Linked DNA regions of Mus musculus: region 1 is linked to region 2. The links are chromatin contacts, called in public Hi-C maps. All regions are on one chromosome and are shown on one strand. Each heading gives the region's core, a stretch centred on a gene start, on an enhancer-like site or on the middle of the called end of the contact. The rest is flanking DNA. Distances are from core to core; before and after follow the strand shown. Region 1 holds the start of Ccdc8 (coiled-coil domain containing 8). Region 2 holds the start of Ccdc9 (coiled-coil domain containing 9).

What was found. Hi-C and Micro-C count contacts between places; a contact is called where the count stands out from the background.
Region 1: a Hi-C map of nephron progenitors shows a contact between it and region 2, with 5 times the contacts expected there. The contact joins the promoter of Ccdc8 here to the promoter of Ccdc9 in region 2. A contact is called at or near these places in 1 of 484 Hi-C or Micro-C datasets (nephron progenitors), 1 of 115 datasets of contacts at active chromatin or transcription factors (memory CD8 T cells) and 1 of 9 other capture datasets (adipose tissue).

Annotation. Positions count from the first base shown.
Region 1 is chr7:16,990,123-16,996,902 of GRCm38.p6, forward strand. Ccdc8 (coiled-coil domain containing 8) reads left to right here and starts at 3,780. Exons shown (of 1, transcript NM_001101535.2): 1 at 3,780-6,780. The coding sequence starts at 4,466. The coding sequence ends at 6,523.
Region 2 is chr7:16,284,283-16,290,606 of GRCm38.p6, forward strand. Ccdc9 (coiled-coil domain containing 9) reads right to left here and starts at 2,498. Exons shown (of 14, transcript NM_001382411.1): 1 at 2,418-2,498; 2 at 213-264; 3 at 1-93. The coding sequence starts at 218.

The sequences.
Region 1 (6,780 bases), core at 2,530-5,029, 710 kb after region 2:
GTGAGCCATGCCCTTCGTTCTTGTGAGGATTCTGGCTCTGTGACTGTAACTATTACAAAACCAAATTAACAAGAAGGAGCCAAGACAAGAATGGTTTCCTCTTAAAGCTATCTGTCTGGGGAAATCTCCCTGAGAAACCGGAAGTCTGAAGGCCGCGAGCGAAGCAAGATACCGAGGCTTTGTGATCTTAGGAAACAAAGAACCCTGAGGTCTTTGTTTCTGCTTGTGGGTGCTGCAGATGGAGCCCAGGGTCTCTCCCATAGGCAAGAGCTCTGCCACCATCTAGACCTGCCCCCCCCCCGCCCCCCCGAAAAAAAAAAACAACCAACAACCAGCAAGATGAGGCAGGCATGGAGTAAAGCCGGGAAACAGTGGAATGTGGAATGCGAATAAGGAGGCCGGGTTTCTGGCTGGGTCCTTGGGAGCTCTCCCCTAGCACATCTCAGTTGTCCTGGCAGCAGAGGATTTTTCCTCGAGGCAGACAGAGAGGCCCTGACAGTGAGAAGCTGCTACTAACCTTCAGCTCAGTGACCCTCAGGACTGAAGGAAGAAAGACTAACTTCTTCAGGTTCCTTCCTCTGCAAAGTACTGCCCCACAGCACACAAGGGGCTGGTTCAGATATCAGCTTTCAATGTTATTAAAGTTATTATTATTATTATTATTATTATTATTATTATTATTATTGGATCGATGGGACCCAAACTAGAGCCTTGCCACCAAAACCCAGCACTCTATCATTGAGCCACTCTCCCTGGGGGGTTCTAGGCAGGGGCTCTATCACTCAGCCACAAAAAAAGTTCTTTTAAACAGTATAAAGTTATAAATTATATTATGGTTCTACCTCTGGTTGGATGATTTAAAACACCCAGCAGAAATGACCAGGGGCTGGTAATTATAAGAATATCAAACATCTGTGATTTTCACTTTTAAGATGTATGTGTGTATGTGCACACACACACACACACACACACACACACACACACACACACACGGCTGGGAATTATAGTTAGAAATTGAATCCTTGGGCTGGAGAGATGGCTCAGCAGTTAAGAGCACCAACTGCTCTTCCAGAGGTCCTGAGTTCAATTCCCAGCAACCACATGGTGGCTCACAACCATCTGTAATGGGCATCCGATGCTGTCTTCTGCTGTGTCTGGAGGCAGTGACAGTGTGCCCACATACATGAAATAAATATATAGCCAGAGTGGGGGGAGAAATTAAGCCCTTGAACTTTTGATCTTCCTGTCTCGGCCTCCAGAGAAGCCTGGATCACACGATTAGAACCAGGTTAAGAAGATTTTAAAATTAGACCTATTTTACCTGTATGTATGCATGTGTACCATGTGTCTGCCGGGTTCCCCTGGAGGTCAAAAAGAGGCACGGGATCCCCTGGACCTGGAGTTACAGATGCTTGTGAGAGCCACCATGTGGGAGCTGAACTTGGTCCTCGTCAAAGAGCAGGAAGCGCTTGAACTCTCCAGGATCATCTCCAGCCCCATGATTTAGGGTTCTTTATAACCCCCACCCAATGCTTGCTAGACAAATGCTCCCCCACAGAGCTAAATCCCCAACCTCAAGACTTAGAATTCACACGCCACCACTTTTAAAAGCCCTTGCGGGGTGTGGTAGGGGTGTCTTGGCTTCTCTTCAAAGCACCTCTGCTTTGGGGAAGAGGCCTAAGGAAGGCTGGAGGGGCCAGAGGAGGGGCTGCCTCTGTGCCTGCTGTGTGGAAGTTCCCAGCTTCTCCCCTAAGCTCAGCCAGGGCCCCTTGTTGCCTTGGAGACCACTAGTCACGTTCAAGGCCTTGGGCTGAGCAGCTAGAATTCCATGTCGTGAAGAGGAGGAAAGTTCACCTAAGCAGAGCCAGCAAAAGCGTCCTCCCTCCTACCCCCAATGGGGACGTTGAAGCCAGGACAGGACCCAAACAAAGCACCCCACCCCGACTCCAAACCTGAACCTGAAAAATCCTCTCCTGCACCTTCTTTTTCTCCGTCCCCTTTCCCTTTTCCTCATTGCTCATGATCTGCCTCCAAGGTTTTTCTGGGTTAAATAAAATCACAAATGTTTATCTTACTTTAATTTTTTTTTTTTATGATTGTGTGTGTGCGCTCACGCACGCGCGCTCTCGCTTGCGTAACCTTTGCAGGCATGCTTCTTGTGAAGGTTAGAAGGTATCAGATCCCCATCAACTGGAGTTCTGGGTGACTGTAAGCCACTACGTGGGTGCTGGGAACCGAATCCTCTATAAGAGCAGCAAGCGCTCTTAATCACAGAGACACCTCTCCAGCCCCTGGGTCTCTTGTAGCTCAGGCTGGTGTGAGCTCTCTGAAGTTGCGAGTGACCTTACCCTCCTCATCCCCCTGCCTTCAATTACTGCGATCACAAGTGTGCATCCCATGCCTGATATATGTTCTTATATTGATATTAAAGTCACTTCCTTACCTGGCCGTTGTTGTTGTTGCTTAAGCCTGATAATAGTGGCCTACGTAAAGCCTAGTAGACAGAGGCTGAGGCAGGAGGATCCCTGAAAGTTTGAGGCCACGTGGGATACATAAACTAAGAACTGAGGGTACAACATCTCTGTGATCTTAAAGGTTTTTTTATTTTTAAGAAAATTTTTTATTTAAAAAATATATTTATTTTATGTGCTTTGGTGTTTTGATGTATATCAGTGGGGGGGGGGTGTTAAATCCCCTAGAGGTGGGGTTACAGACATTTATGAGCATTATGTGGGTGCTGGGAATTGAACCCAGGTCCTCTGAAAGAGCAGCCTGTGCTTTTAACCATGGAGCCATTTCTCCAACTCCAAGAAAATATTTTACTTTAAAAACGTGTTTATCGGGCTGGGCATGGTGGCGCACGCCTTTAATCCCAGCACTTGGGAGGCAGAGGCAGGTGGATCTCTGAGTTCGAGGCCAGCCTGGTCTACAAAGTGAGTTCTAGGACAGCCAAGGCTACACAGAGAAACCCTGTCTCGAAAAACAAACAAACAAACAAACAAACAAACAAAACCCGTGTTTATCGTGTGTGAATTAATATATGTACAATCTGTGTATAGGGGTGCACATGTGGAGATTGAACAATAACTTTGTAGAATTGGTTTTATGTGGGTTCTGGGATTGAATTCAGGCTTTGGGGAAATGTTTTTACCCATTGGGTTATCTTGTGTGCCCCTTTTTGTGTGCATGAATGTCTTCTCTCTCTCTCTCTCTGTGTGTGTGTGTGTGTGTGTGTGTGTGTGTGTGTGTGTGTGTGTGTGTGTACCACGTATATGCAGTGCTCACAGAGATCAGAAGAGGGTATTGGATCCCCTGGAACTGGAAATAAACAGGGTTTTGAGCCATCGTATTGGTTCTGGGAGTCAAACCCAGGTCTTACATAAAGGTAGCCCATGCTCCTAACCATTGAGCCACCTCTAGTCCCATCCCCTTAATTTTAAACGCACGTTCATAATTGCAATAGCCTTCAAAGGATTTGAGCCATCAGCACTCGCACCTTTTGGGCTTGCACGTCTAGGATGGCAGGTTGGGGGACCCGTTGCCTTTTGGGAAGGATGATGACGTGGGTTTTGGCTGCAGCTAAGGGAAGCCCTGGCCCCATTGAGGCTCTGGGGGGCAGCCACACCTCTGTGGGGGAGGAGAGGGAGGCTGCCCTGAAGGGGAGTGGACAGCCCCGCTGCCAGTCTTCCCAGGCTTAGAGTGTAAGATGAGAAGGAGAAGGTGGGCCTCACCCAGGAGGGGAGGGCGCCCAGAAACTTCCTGCGGCTCTCAGCTCCACCACAGACTGAGCGCAAGGTCAGTTTGGAGCGGGTGGCAGACTGCCTGGGGGCGGGAGACCCTCCTCGGGGCTGGGCGGAGGCCTTTAAGCACCTCGCCATATTGAAAGGCCACGCTGAGCCGTCTTTGTCTGCAGAGTCCTCCCAAGAACTTTCAGCTATATCCTGGTGTCTGGGGCAAGGGAGAAGCGATCGGAGCTCGTGGGACCCCAACTTGGAGCCGGGACACTGGCGATTCCAGTTTGGACTGAACTTTGAGCCTCGGGAATGAGCGTGCTTCAGTTCATGTAAGCATCCTGGAAAACTGCTTGCTACAACTCCGAGGGGGTTGGGGAAGCCAACTTGGACTTGTTTCCTGAAGAGAAAATTGTAGGGAGGAGACACTCTGTGCGAGCAGAGTTGCTAGGACTGTCCACCGCCCCCTCCCCAAGACTAGCAGCCAAGTGTCTGGGCTTTTTGCCCCCACTCGAGCGTCCACGCTGGAGATCTTAAAGACTCTCGAAAAAAGCCACGTAGGGGGATGGTTCCCCTGGGGCTTCCTTCCGTCTCCCGATTGCCTGATCCTCTGGAGTGTCCCCGACGTCTGCAAAGATGTCGATCTGGACGTGTTAGTGGAGGCCTTAAGGCCTGTGGGCACCTTTAAGAAAATCGGAAAGGTGTTCCGCAAAGAAGAGGACTCCACGGTGGGGATGCTGCAGATTGGGGAGGATGTTGACTATCTGCTCATCCCCCGGGAGGTCCGCCTGGCTGGGGGCGTGTGGAGAGTCATCTCCAAGCCTGCAACGAAGGAAGCTGAGTTTCGGGAGCGGCTAATCCAGTTTTTGCAGGAGGAGGGCCGCACCCTGGAAGATGTGGCCCGTATCATCGAAAAGAGCACTCCACACCCACCCCAACCCCGCAAAAGAACCAAGGAGCTGAGAGTGAGGAGAGTCCCGCAGATGGTCACTCCTCCACTTCGGCTGGTTGTAGGTACCTATGACAGCAGCAATGGCAGCGACAGTGAGTTGAGTGACTTCGATACCTCCAAAGTCAAAGGCAACAGGAGCTCCTCCGGGAGGACCAGGAAGGTGCGCAAAATGCCGGTCAGTTACTTGGGCAGCAAATTCCTGGGCAGCGATGTGGAGAGTGAGGATGATCAGGAGCTGGTGGAGGCCTTCCTCCGCCGTGGGGAGAAGCCCAGCGCGCCTCCTCCACGACGCCGAGTCAATCTTCCAGTGCCCATGTTTGAGAACAACCTGGGGCCCCAGCCATCCAAGGCCGACAGATGGAGGGAGTATGTTAGCCAGGTGTCCTGGGGGAAGCTGAAACAGAGGGTGAAGGGCTGGGCACCCAGATCAGGCTCCGAGGTGGGCCAGACCCAGCAGGCCTCCACAGCAGCTGAGAGGGCTGGAGAAATGAGACACAGCCAAGCCAGCTCGGACGATGATAGCTCCAGAAACACAGGAGACCGGAGTGACCAGATGCTGGGTACTAGACGCTGGAAGCCCAAGATCAAGTGGGTTTCCCTGAGACGATGCAGGAAGGAGCAGGTGCCACCCTTCGCTCAGGGAACAGGCATGCCAGCTGAGGAGCACCCAGAGGCTGCAGAGAACCAGGGGGCAGAGGCTGCAGCTAACCAGAGGGCAGAGCCTCTAGCTAGTCCAAGGGCAGAGGCTGCAGCTAGTCCAAGGGCAGAGACTGCAGCTGATCCAAGAGTAGAGGCTGTTGCTAGTCCAAGAGCAGAGGCTGCAGCTAGTCCAAGGGCAGAGGCTGTAGCTGATCCAAGAGCAGAGGCTGCAGCTAGTCCAAGGGCAGAGGCTGCAGCTAGTCCAAGGACTGAGGCTGCAGCTAGTCTCAGGGCAGAGGCTGTTGCTAGTCCCAGGGCAGAGGCTGCAGCTAGTCCAAGGGCAGAGGCTGCAGCTGATCCAAGAGCAGAGGCTGCAGCTAGTCCAATAGCAGAGGCTGCTGCTAACCAGAAGGCAGAGCTTGTAGATAGTCCAAGGGCAGAGACTGCAGCTGATCCAAGAGCAGAGGCTGCAGCTAGTCCAAGGGCAGAGGCTGTAGCTGATCCAAGAGTAGAGGCTGCAGCTAGTCCAATAGCAGAGGCTGCTGCTAACCAGAAGGCAGAGCTTGTAGATAGTCCAAGGGCAGAGACTGCAGCTGATCCAAGAGCAGAGGCTGCAGCTAGTCCAAGGGCAGAGGCTGCAGCTGATCCAAGAGCAGAGGTTGCAGCTAGTCCAAGGGCAGAGGCTGCAGCTAGTCCAAGGGCAGAGGCTGAAGCTAGTCCAAGGGCAGAGGCTGCAGCTAGTCCAAAGGCAGAGGCTGAAGCTAATCTGAGGGTAGAGGCTGCAGCTTATCTCAGGGCAGGAGTCCCACCTGACCAGAGGGCAGAAGCCATAGATAGTCAGAGGGCAGAGGGCCCAGCTAACCAAAGAACTGGTGCTACAGAAAATCAGAGGGTGGAGGTCCTAGCTGACCAAAGGGCAGGGGTCCTCCATGACCAGAGGGAGGAGGCAGGACCTCAGGGTATACAGGAAGCCTCAGCTGGTTCGGGATCTAGGGCCCAGAAACAGGTAAAGACAGTGAGGTTCCAGACCCCAGGACGCTTCTCATGGTTTCGCATGCGCAGGAGAGTCTTCTGGCACACTCCCAGGTTGCCAACCCTGCCCAGGAGAGTCCCCAGGGCAGGTGAGGCCAGGAGCCTCCGGGTACTAAGGGCTGACATCAGAGCAGATGTGGAACACAGAGAGCAAGAAGAACAGCTGTAAGGGAAGCCCAGTGCCCCTGCCCCCTGCCTGCCTTTGTTAGCTACTGGGATGCCTCTCTCCTTTTCAGGTTCCTTCTCTCTCCATGTTTGAAAATGGGGGGGGGGCAGGGGTGAGGGGTCAGGCAGCACCGCCCACACCTTTCCTCCCCTTTCCACCCTCATTCTCTAACCTTTCCTCTTCTTCCCTCTCCCTTTCTTCTCTCTCTTTTTCTTTCCTTCTGTCTCTATTTTTTATTTAAGACAGAGTCTTGCTATGCA
Region 2 (6,324 bases), core at 1,248-3,747:
GATGAGGGCCTCATTCTTCCGACGAAGAGCCTCGATCCTCTTGTCCAATTCTGCATCCTTCTCCTCCTTTGACTTCAAATCTAGTGTGGTAGCCTGTGGTAAGGAAGCAATTGAAAGGCGGAAAGAAAAATCTTCCTGCCACATGGGCATTTTACCCAGGACCTAAGGGTTTGGTCTCTGTAGGGCACCTTGCCCACCCCTCTCCAGCTCACCATCATTGGCTGTAATCTCCCTCACAGAAAATACATGTAGCACTGGAAGCTCCTGCAAGCAGAGAGAACAGTATGTTAAGATCAACAGCATTCTGAAATGCTGTCTCTTCTCCTTTATTGAGGGTTCCAAAAACACAGACTCACAGGAAAATGCACTTGTACTTCATCAAGGGAATTCTCAAGTACTAGCCTCGCCTCTCTAAACACAAACCCCGCCCTTCAGTTCTAGATCCACCCATGCAATTAGTCAGACCCACCTTGGGAAAATTCTGACCCACCCCTGTAACTCATACTAATTCCTCCAAAGGCGTCAGTCCAGGCTCCATTTCCTATGACAATTTTAGCCAGGATCTGGATCTCAATAGGTCAGCTACAATCTTTCCTTCCAACCTGCAAAAGTTACTTCTAGAGGGCCAGAGGGATCTCCTGGAGTAAAGGTGCTTGCTGCAAGCCTGGAGACCTGAGTTCAATCCCCAGGACCCACAAAGGAGGAGAGAAATGATTCCCACCAGTTGTCCTCCGACCTCCATGTGATCCCGCACACATGCACAAAATAAATAAATCATAATGAAAGCCGGACAGTGGTGGCGCACGCCTTTAATCCCAGCACTTGGGAGACAAGAGGCAGGCGGATTTCTGAGTTTGAGGCCAGCCTGGTCTACAGAGTGAGTTCCAGGACAGCCAAGGCTCGAAAAACAAAACAAACAAACAAAAATCATAATGAAAAACGGTTCCAACTCTGTCTGCCCAACACGGACTTTAGTCCATGACTCCCCAGCCCCCAGCATCCTAAAAAGGCACTCATCCTACCAAGGCGGAAAAGATTCAGCAAGCAGGCCCAGGATCCACCGCAGGGGCCTTCCTGGACCAGACTTGACCTTCATAGTGATACTCAAGGCAGATGACAGAACTTCTACAGAGGCTTACAAGAGAAAACTGCCAGCAGCAACCGCATCCCTGACCTGCAAAAACGTCTGTGGTCCCACCCCTACCTAGGGTGAAACTTCAAGCCCCTCCTTTCCCTCCAGACTTCTGGCCCCGCCCACCAAAAATTCACACTCTGGCGCCACCTCCAATTTAACTGGCCCGCCCCCCAACAGACTGGGAAACATTCTGACCCCGCCTCTGAGTTCCCTACTTCCCTGCCTGTGTTTGGCCCCGCTCCCCAGCTCAGTAAAAACTTCCTAACTCTATCCCCGCCATTCGCCATTCTCCACCAGCACCCTAGCCCCACCCGCAAAATCCCTGACATCGTAGCTCCACCTCCACCCAGTCTCAGCCAGCCCCTGGACCCTCCCCTAGCTTCTGGGCAAGAATCAGGACCCAGCACCAGAACCAAAAAACTTTCCTGCCTAGCCCAGGAAGTCTCCGCCCCAAACACTAGTCCCATGCAATAAATAATGTAACCACGCCCTAGTGCAGCAATCAATACCTAAAACACTGAGGACAACATTCCGGCTACACCCCCAGCATCTTGACCAAACCCAGCACAACACCGCAACTCAGTCATCACCTCTTCACTCAAAGCCCAAACCCTGCCCCTTTCCCCACTCCCCTCCAAACTTTGGCCCCGCCCCAAACACATCCACCCCCCCTTAGCTCCACCCCTGGCCCTCATGACCACGCCCTGTGGCACTCCCTACAGCAAAGACTAACTTGTAAGGCCCCAAGCAATACTCTAGCCCCGCCCCCATCTTACTCCGCCCACCATTTTTGACCACTCCCCCAGGTTCACCCGCCTACCGACCAAACTCCACCCCTTACACGCCCCAACACTTTAGCCCCGCCCCCAGTTTCCACCGTGCTAACGCCCAGACTCCGCCTCTTATCCCCATCCTACACTCTTTGATCCCGCCCCCAGCGTCTCCGCCCAACGTCCCGAGCCGGGCCCCTAGTCCTCCAGGCAAAACTCTGGCCCCGCCCCCAGACCGACACAGCGTTGCAAGCCCCGCCCCACTCTGGCAGCCGCCAGGGCTTCGGGCCTGCCAGCACCCGCGCGTCTGGCTCTGCCCACGTGTTCACCGCCCAACCTCAGCACCCCTCAAGCGACACATGTGGGCGTCGGGTTCCCGCCCCCCGCAGAGTACCCTGACCCCGCCCCCGCCGGCGGCTCGCCTCCCAGTCCGCGCGCGTTCACGCTCCCCTCACGTGGGCGACCAGGCCCCGCCCTCTCCGGGCGCGCTCCCGGCCCCCTCCCCCGGTCACCTGTCCCGGAGACCCCGCGGTGTCTGCGACTCCGGCTTCGTCCGCCTTCGCGTCCACAGCTCCCGGGCCTCACTCGTCACTTCCGGCCCGCACCACGTGAAGAGAGGAAATAAGTAGGGCACTTCCGGTCTTGACATCCCATTTCCGGGTGCCTTAAAGGGTCCGCACCCGCTCAGGCTCTGCAGAAGGTAGCAGAAGCCTGTTTCTTCTTTCTGATTTCAGGGATTGGACTGGGGGCACGAGGTGGGACTTGAACCCACAGACATGTAGCCCTAAATCTCTGGGCTCCTTTTTTGGCTTACTGATTTCCGATTTTACTAAGTAGAAATCAGACATTTTACAGGGACCCCAGAAAACCTAAACTGGTTTCATTACCTCTTCTTGCAAATGAAACCTTAATTATAGAAACTGTAACCAATTCATAAAAATAGAAAAAAAAATTTAATCAACTATATAGGGGCTGGAGAGATTGCTCAGTAGTTAAGAACACTGTCTGCTCCTCCAGAGTTCAATCCCCAGCAACCACATGGTGACTCACAACGATCTGTAATGGAATCCAATTCCCTCTTCTGGTCTGTCTGAAGACAGTGACAGTGCACTCACATGAAGTCTTTAAAATATATATATATATATATATTTTTTTTTTTTTTAAATCAACATTATCCAGGCGTGGTGGCACAAGCCTTTGATCCCAGCACTTGGGAGGCAGAGGCAGGCGGATTTCTGAGTTCGAGGCCAGCCTGGTCTACAGAGTGAGTTCCAGGACAGCCAGGACTACACAGAGAAACCCTGTCTTGAAAAAAAAAAAAAAAAAAAAAAGGAAAAAAGTCAACTACAAAGCTGGGCGTCGTGGCAAAATACGTCCACTACAAAAGCAATGTTCTTTCTGATTTGAAGAAGCAACAAAAAGGAGCTAGTAGAATCTTCCAAGTTATTTAAAGCATGCCTTTTTTTGTATTTATAATAATTAAAAATAACTTATCAGATATGTCTATTTTATCAACTGGCAAAACAATAAAAGTACAATAAATTCATATTAAAAAATCAACTATACAAAGCTGGGTGTCATGCCTCTAATTACAGCACTTGGGAGACTGAGGCAGGAGGATTGCCTCGGGGTCAAAAACAGCATGATAGATAGATAGATAGAGAGAGAGAGAGAGAGAGAGAGAGAGAGAGAGAGGGAGGGAGGGAGGGAGGGAGGGAGAGAAAAAGCAGGGTGACATGGCTGAGAGAGTAAAGACACTGGGCCAATTATGACCTCAGTTTGACCCCTGGACTGTCAGGTGCACAACCTCTTCTACCTGTTGAGCAATGTGCTGGCACTTTAATTATTACTTTTTTAAAAAAAAAATATCTGTACTGGCTTGGTTTGTTGTCCTTAACACAAGTTAGAGTCATCAGAGAGGTAGGAGCCTCAGTTGTGAAAATGCTGCCATGTAAGTCACCATGTGGTTGCTGGGGATTGATCCAGCTGTAGGGCATTTTCATAATTAGTGATTGATGGGGGAGGGCCTAGCCCATTGTGAGTGGTGCCTGATCTCTGAACTGATGGTCCTGGGTTCTATAGGAAAGCAGGCTGAGACAGCTGTTGGGAAGCAAACCAGTAAGTACCACTCCTTCATGACCTCTGCATTAACTGCTGCCCCCAGGTTGTAGCTTTTTGGTGTTTGTCTGGAGAGCAAACACACTGGGTTCCTACTCTGATTAAGTTCCTATCCTGACTTTCTCCAATGATGGATTTTGATATGAAAACCAACCAAATAAACCCTTTACTCCCAACTTGCTTTCTGGTCACGTGTTGCATCTCAGCAATAAAATGTTGACTAAGACAATATCTCAGTTGGCCCCAAACTCCTGACTCTCCTGCTTCAGCCTCTTCAGTGCTAGGGTAGGATTACAGGTCTGAGCAGCTCTGCCCACCAAACTGACCACCTTAAGCTGCTGTAAGATATCCCATCTGACAAATGGCCACAATATGTCCAACCTGTCTCATGGGTGTTAGAGTTATTTCTGTTAGCAGGAATTGCCAACAATACTTCACTGAAATTCAACAGGGGCAACTCTGCCTGTCTGCCTGTCTGTCTGTGTACCTGCTTGCCTGCCTACATGCCTGTCTGTGTGCCTGTGTGCCTGTGTGCCTGTGTGCCTGTGTGCCTGTCTGTCTGTGTACCTGCTTGCCTGCCTACATGCCTGCATGCCTGTCTGTGTGCCTGCCTGCCTGTTTGCCTGTGTGTGTGTGTGTGTGTGTGTGTGTGTGTGTGTGTGTGTGTGTGTGTGTTGTACACAAAGCAGGCTCGTGACCAGGTTCTGTCACTTAGCTACATCTGCAGTCTAATTTTGTTGTTCTTTTGTTTTTCTTTTAAACAGAAACATAAGCTGGCCCTGGGCAGTGGTGGTGAGCACCTTAAATCCCAACACTAAGGAGGCTAAATGGGAGTTCAAGGCCAGCCTGTTCTACATAGTGAGTTTCAGGACAGCCAGAGCTACACAGAAAGACCCTATCTCACAAAATGTTTATGTGTATGTGTGTGTGTTGGGGGGGTTCACCTGCATGTATTTCTGTGTACCACTTGAGAGTCATCATGTGGGTGCTGGAAACTGAACTTGGTTCCCCTACAAAAGTATTTCTTGCTGGGCATGGTGGCACATGCCTTTAATCCCAGCACTTGGGAGGCAGAGGATTTCTGAGTTCGAGGCCAGCCTGATCTACAGAATGAGTTCCAGGACAGCCAGAGAAACCCTGTCTCAAAAAAACAAACAAACAAACAAACAAAAGTATTTCTTTTCCTTTTTTCTTTTGGTTTTTCGAGACAGGGTTTCTCTGAGTAGCCCTGGCTGTCCTGGAACTCATTCTGTAGACAACACTGGCCTCGAACTCAGAAATCCGCCTGCCTCTGCCTCCCGAGTGCTGGGATAAAGGCGTGTGCCACCACTGCCAGGCATTACAAAGGTATTAAGCACTCTTTTTTCTTTTAAGATTTATTTATTTCCGGGGCCTAGCAAACACAGAAGTGGATGCTCACAGTCAGCTATTGGATGGAACACAGGGCCCCCAATGGAGGAGCTAGAGAAAGTACCCAAGGAGCTAAAGGGAACTGCAACCCTATAGGTGGAAAAACATTATGAACTAACCAGTACCCCAGAGCTCTTGACTCTAGCTGCATATGTATCAAAAGATGGCCTAGTCGGCCATCACTGGAAAGAGAGGCCCATTGGACTTGCAAACTTTATATGCCCCAGTACAGGGGAACGCCAGGGCCAAAAAGGGGGAGTGGGTGGGTAGGGGAGTGGGGGGGAGTGTATTGGGGACTTTTTGGATAGTATTGGAAATGTAAATGAGGAAAATACCTAATTAAAAAATAAATAAATAAATAAAAGATTTGTTTATTTTATGTATATAAGTACACTGTAGCTGTCTTCAGACATACCAGAAGACCCCTTTACCGATGGCTGTGAGCTACCATGTGGATGCTGGAATTGAACTCAGGACCTTTGGAACAGCAGTCAGTGCTCTTAACCACTGAGCAATCTCTCCAGCCCAGTATAGCACTCTTATCCACTGAACCAATCTGCACACTTTAGTTTTTTGAGATAGGCTCTTCCTATGTGTCTAAGCTGTCTTCAAATTCCAGATGATTCTCCTGTCTCTGTCTCCCGAGTGCTGGGATTACAGATGTAAACTACTCTGCCCATGCCCATTTTTTCATTTCTTTAATGGGGGGGGGGGGGGAGCACACACGCTGTGGCGCACGTGGTGACCAGAGGACAACCTACAGAAGTTTGTTCTCTCCTACCATGTGGGATCCAGGGAGAAACCCATAAAGACTGTAGAGAGGGGACTGGAGAGATGGCTCAGTGGTTAAGAGCACTGACTGCTCTTCCCAAGATCCTGAGTTCAAATCCC